Regions from separate parts of the Triticum aestivum genome. Here region 2 is linked to region 1. Evidence: chromatin contacts called from public Hi-C data. All regions are on one chromosome and are shown on one strand. The core of a region is the stretch at or near the end of the contact, and the rest is flanking DNA. Distances in the headings are between cores, read along the strand shown. Region 1 has its middle 57 kb from the start of LOC123078854. Region 2 holds the start of LOC123078854 (transcription factor LATE FLOWERING).

The links. A called contact is a pair of places that touch in the nucleus more often than the background predicts.
Region 2: a Hi-C map of leaf shows a contact between it and region 1, with 5 times the contacts expected there. The contact joins the promoter of LOC123078854 here to the enhancer-like site in region 1. A contact is called at or near these places in 5 of 5 Hi-C or Micro-C datasets (leaf, root and an unstated tissue) and 1 of 1 datasets of contacts at active chromatin or transcription factors (leaf).

Annotation. Positions count from the first base shown.
Region 1 is chr3D:355,384,729-355,387,779 of IWGSC CS RefSeq v2.1, reverse strand. No RefSeq gene overlaps it. Among protein-coding and RNA genes, the nearest start is that of LOC123078854, 57 kb to the left of the region's middle. Within about 2 kb of position 1,794, at least 4 of the 8 cell types and tissues checked have an H3K27ac peak or open chromatin away from gene starts, as enhancers often do. A contact at or near this core is called in leaf, where this site is marked.
Region 2 is chr3D:355,441,564-355,444,583 of IWGSC CS RefSeq v2.1, reverse strand. It overlaps LOC123078854 (transcription factor LATE FLOWERING), which reads right to left and starts at 1,653. Exons shown (of 3, transcript XM_044501496.1): 1 at 1,275-1,653; 2 at 919-1,109; 3 at 1-413. The coding sequence starts at 353.

The sequences.
Region 1 (3,051 bases), core at 545-3,044:
GGCGAGGCACTCGTCTTCTTTGGACGCCCACTTGACGCGCGGCTCGCCTGTCTTGGCCGCCCGCTTCTTCTTTTTCTCTTTCCTCGCCGGAGCAGGCGCCGGTTCCTCCTCCTCCTCCTCCTCGCCATAGTCGAGCTCGTCGTCCATGTCGCCGGTGAGGTCCATTGTATCGTCTTGAGCATTGAACCTGGGGAAGGCGGCGGCGGCCGAGCCGCTCGTGATGATGTCGTCCATGTCGGCTTCCGTGCGTCGGGGTTGCCGAGATGCGACGACGAGGCTTGCGAGAAGTGCAGTGCGTCACGGCGCAGAGGCGGCGTCGGGGAGGCTGCGTAAGCCGGCGGTGAGTAGGTGTAGGGGGGTACTGGACGCCGGTGAACGCGGGTGAGGGCGTGCGCTGGGCGGGGTGGCCATGTGGAAAGGTGATGTTGGGGTTGAACCCGCCGTGCACGTCGCCGTCGGCGTAGCTAGGCGAGGGCGCGCAACCCTAGGGGTGTGTCGACGGCGAGAAACCAGCCGGCGACCTGACGCTCTGCTGGCTCCAGGGAGCGTGCGGGCCATGGCCGCCGGGTGGATTCATCATCTCCGCATGAGACACCTCTGCTTGCTCCGCCGCGCGAGACGCCTCTGCCTGCTCCGCCGCAGCCGCCGCCGCCCTGTCCCGGGCCCTCTTGGCGTTGAGCCTCTTCCGACGATCGGTGGTGACAGCCTCCCGGCGCTGAATCTCCGCCTTCTAGTCGGTTTGGACGGCTGCACGTCGGCTTTCTCTGCTTTGGCTGGGTGGCATCGGCATCGGTAGCGGCGCGAGGGGCCGTGTACTTCTTCGGCGGCATGGTGGCCGGATGGAGGGGAGATGGAGGAGAATGGCGGGAGAAGAGGGGCAGAAGGGGGGAATGGAGGGAAATGGAGAGGGAAAAGCGGGGGGATCGGCGGGAAAAAGGGCCTTCTCTCGCCGACAGAGCGGACCCACGCGCCTTTTCGCTTCGGCCGGCGCCCCCAGGCGACCCCCGGGGGCTTGGGATCGGCTCGGGTTCGCCGGCTGTTATTTCGGCCCAAACCGGCGATAAACAAGGCCATGTGGGCAACTGGACCGATTTTTCGGCGCCGACGCTAAAAGAAGAGCCCGGGAGGGCATGTTGGAAGCGCGAGTGGAGATGCTTTAACTACTCTACTCCGTGGAACCCCGTAAATAAATTCCATAATGCAGCAGGACACATTTGATACCCTAGCGTTGGACCACCGGAGTTGCGATCTCCGACATTGAAGCTTCATTGATCCCACCATGTTCGGCGCTAGTGCTTCTAAAAGCAACCTCTCAGGTATCCTACGCATGGACCATTTTGGCAATGCCCATAGGTTGGTTGAGTGATGAGTCTACTCGCATGAAACTACCGGAATGCTACTGCGCACCATACCACTAGTTTCTACTTTCTACATGATCGATACCCAGCAAGATCTTTGTAGTAGTATTTCCTTGGACCAAGGTAGGGGTGCATGTCGTATTAGCGTTCATGTCGTTCTGGCGGGATCCCGGATCCGGTATGATACATACGTGTTGCGCGCAGCTGAGCTGGGCGAAGTAAGCAGGCCGCGCACTCTGCCCCCGGATCGAGCCCCCACATTTAATCGGCATGGCCGCTCGCTCCCCGTTGCTTCCTCCTCCTCCGATCCGATCCCTCGCCCCGCGCCCGCGCGCGCTCTGCCGTGCCCCGGTCGCCCGCGGGGAGGGCTAGGCGAGATGGGCCGGACACGCGCCCAGCGGGAGCGCGCGCGGCAGCACACGTCCCTGTCGCCCGCACGGACCACCCTGAGGGCGCAGCCTGCAGGTCAGACCTCAATTATGGCGGACGCGCCCTCTCGCAGCTCCCCTGGCCTGCCCGGTCAGTTCAGCTCACCCGGCCGCCCAGAGCGATCGCTCCCGGCCCCCGGCCCCCCCGGGGGCTCCAAGAACCGGTCCCTGTACATGCACGCTGTCACTGGCCGGCTTAATGCTCTCGCCTTGTCCCCGCGCGCGCCCGCCGTCCCCGTCATCGTGCCCGTCGCCGTCGTAAGAATCCAGCGCGCGGCCTTCAGAGGGCTTCTACGCCACCAGTTTCGCGGAGGCGGATCGCGGGCGGATACGGATTGGGGAGAGGGATGGGTGGTGGCTTTTGTTTCCGGGGCCCGATCACGTCGGCGTCGAGATGTGTCCGTGCTCATCCGAGAGGCGCGAATTGATGCACCAACCTCCACCTAGCCTAGCTCCACTTTGATGGCCGATGCCGAGAGCGCGCGCTGGAAATGCACGTACGCACGCAGCGCAGCGCAGGAACATTTCTCTGCCATTCCGCTGGACATGCACCCATGCCCATTCCACTGCCCGTGATGAACATCATGAACAGAACTTCTACCGCTCCTTTGTATCCTCTTCTTGGATCTCCTCCTAAATTTGATAGGGAGGCAAGAATAGATGGAAGCGGTATCTGGTCGGTCTTACCATTACTCCATTAGGTTACCGTTAGATGGCTAGCTGGAGTGGAGCCATATGAGGCTAGCTATAGTGGGGTAACTTAGATAGTAACTTAACACATCCCAACACAATTTTGCTTATGTGACAAGTATTTAATAAGGAAAGAGGTGCTTGTGGTAACATAATATGTTACTGTAACATAGCGCTTCCCGAAACAAAATGAGTCTATGAGCTAATAAATGAAACCATCTATAACACTACTACTTAGTTACTTTGTACTATGAAGATAGTAACTTAGACTAGTGTCATATGCACGACACTAATATAAGTTACTCCCCACTATGACCAGCCTGAGTGCATGAAAATGTAGTTCCGGTTGCAGCGGCTCGATCTGTGCTCTTCACTCGCCGGACCCGTGCTACTTACTCGAAGGTTGTTGTGCAGGCCGGGGACCAGCAGATCGATCTTCCTAGTCCAACCCTTCTCCTACCGAGCGATCTATCTGTGCATCATTCAACTGTTGGTCGTCTATTAATGGCTAATGTAAGGCGTAGTCAACACTTTTGAATGATTAAGCAGAGGCGTTAATCTGCTGTGTGCGGTGC
Region 2 (3,020 bases), core at 404-2,903, 57 kb before region 1:
AACATGGCGCCGTTGGAGACGGCCCCGGGGTCACCCTCCCCGCCGCACGGGAGCACGCTGGAGAAGGCGAGCGCCGAGTCGAGCAGGCCGTCGTGCGCGCTGGCGCCGTCGACGACGGACGAGAACACGTCGACCCCCGAGCCAAAGAATCCCAGCGGGCCGTTATTAACCGCTGCGCCTCCGACGGCAGCACCGTAGCTCGAGCTCACCTGGCCTCCTCCGCCGAAGTCGCACTGGAGCTGGCCGAGGAAGGCGTCGTCCAGGTCGAACCGGCCGCAGCTCAGCTGGCTGACAGGACGGGGCAGGTAGGCGTCGTCGTGCAGGCCGGGGCCGGACCAGCCGAAGGTGTCCATCGCCGCCGCCGGGAGAAGCTAATTAACTAGGCAGCGACTGGCGCAGGGATTCTGGGACGGCTGCACGTAACAGAGAGTGAAAGCGTTAGCATATATTATTCTCGGCTGTAAATAGAGTGATACTATGAATGACACGAATACGATCGAGGAGGAGGGAATCAAAATTGAGGCATGGAGTGGAGGGGGGTGGGCCGCGGCCGGGGTGGAAACGTGAACGTCAGGGAGCAGTGTCACGCGGGCGAGGTATTGATGGGCGGACAAGGACGGCCGGCCGGGGGAGAGAAACCGGAGATGTCTCGAACCCTATAATTACACCGCCATCTGCTATACTCTACGACTTACTACCAATCTCAAGAATCCTACTCGACTTGCCATGCACATGTCTCTTTATGTGAAAAGTAGGTTATTACACCCCGCCGGCCTCAAATATTTTGCTGTAATATATAGGACTATCTGGTACTGTACTAGTACTAAGCAGCCTGATTAAGTGTGCATGCATAAAACCGCATTCTCTAACTATATGTGCTAGTCAGTATGCGTATAGATTCTTTGCAGCTCGCCATACCTGTGAGATGAAACCAGATGGCTGGATGGAACAACAATGGGAGGCACCAGCTAACTTCGCCGCCGATGGTGGAGCACAGCTTGAAAGACCGATCCAATTCCAAGGCCGGCAACTCCTTGGGCAGGGAGCTAGCACGTCATCAAGAAACGCCGGCGAGCAAGGCCGAGAGACGCGCAGCGGGTTCGATCGACCTGGAATAAGCCAAGAAAGAGCCTGAGACCTCGAGCCAGCAAGAAGCAAATTTCTTCATAGACCGTACCCAACCAAGCAAGCTACCATGCATGAAAAGGAGGAGGAGAAGATGCAGCCGGAGATTTGAAGTACTAGACACTGTGGATAGATAGATGTAGACCTACCTGCGTCTTGCAGAGAGGAGTAGACCACTCTAATGGCAACAGAGCAGATGATTGATCAATCGATGGCTTTGGACCTGATCGAGAGCAAGCCGGCCGGTCTAGCAACCTAGCTTACTTCCGGGAAAGAAGCTCTGGATCTATGCTATGCTAGCTCTGAGAAGGAGAGGGAGAAGACAATACAGATCATACGTGTGGGATATGGTCCTCCGGTTTATGGCAGTATATGGGGCTTCTTTTATAGATGGCTAAGCTAGCTCTATGTGTCCATGTGTGTATGATGGCTCTATGTATATACAGTAGTAGCAAGCTCTCTCTGTGTGGAAAACGAGAGTAGTCGAAGCATATGGGATGGTTTCTCTTTCTCCCCTAGCATAGCATAGCGTAGCGTTCTCTGTTCCTGTGGGGCTGTTCAGTTGGGAAAGGATGATGATGAGTGGGCAGCAGAGCACATGAAGTTGCACAGCTGATGACGCGCTCTCATAAATACTTGTCCAAATCTGTAATCTTTATGTATCTTACACAGCTTACGCTTCTGTTTTCAACAATGCTTCATTTTGTTTTTTGCACCACCTACGTACGTAATCTGCAGTGCAGTGCAGGGGTTTACCCCATCACACTCTCACTACATGTAGTGTAGAACCTCCTAGCCAGGTCTTCGATTACAAAAATATCTGGAGAGACACATTATGTACATGTACTAAAATTAAACCGTGAAGTAAAAATGGGTTGTGTGCATGCAGAGGCAGGGAGAAATTCGTCCGTTTTCTAGGAAAAGATCGAGCAAAAGGATTCCACTTACTTAATTTGGTCTCTGATCTAAAGCATCCTGCTTGTTCCTGGGGCTCTGGTAGCCTTTTTTTGCCTTTGGATTCAGACTGAAGAATCAGAAGAGGTTGGTGACTGCCACGCTGTCCTGTCCGTTTCAGCGGTAGTAACTTTTTGTTACTATATTTTTGCCCATTATGTGATACCACGAGGCACAAGGTGAAGGAGCAAGCCATATTTGGTTTACCCGGCCCCCTCTCGCTTACACCTTTTGGTACCTCTCATAAGCAATTTGTGCAGTTTTCTCTCTCTCTCTTGGACATGGATGATTTCCTACCTATATTATATTATAAACAGTAAAAATGATCCGTTCCAACCATAAGTGTAGTAGTATAAGTTAACGGTGAAGCAACATGGATCTTACTACTAGTTAAATCCTTTTACAGAGAGCAAGATGACAAGGGATCTACATCAGGTTGCTGGAGAGTAGATGCAAATTGGGGGATAAGCAGACAAAACTATGACGACAAAGCAAGGAGAGGGAAACAAAGACACCTCAAAAAACAAAGAGAAATTTAATGCTTGCATGTTTTCACATCCTTTTTTTATTTTGGTTAAAACAAGATAGGAGGGCCCATAAAATCTCTGTATATGATAGGGTCATGTAGAGTATAGGACCACGCATTGATGATGATAGGCAACCGATTTCGTAAGATTTGGAGTCTAGAGCTTTGTTTTACATGCGTGTATTTTTTATTTTTTTAAAGATCTCCCACGAAATGGAGATGTTTGACAGTTTGGAGGATAGCACTTGCGTTAGCTTTGTGAGGCAGTGACGACATGTTGGTTGGTTAACCCCCTCAGTCAACAGTAAACATGAGTTGGTCGTCAAACTAGCGCTGAGTATTTGTGCACATGGCAGGCTTTAACTCGCTCTGAATATGATACTGCCATTGTGTAAGGATGGGTACAAAGTTGTGC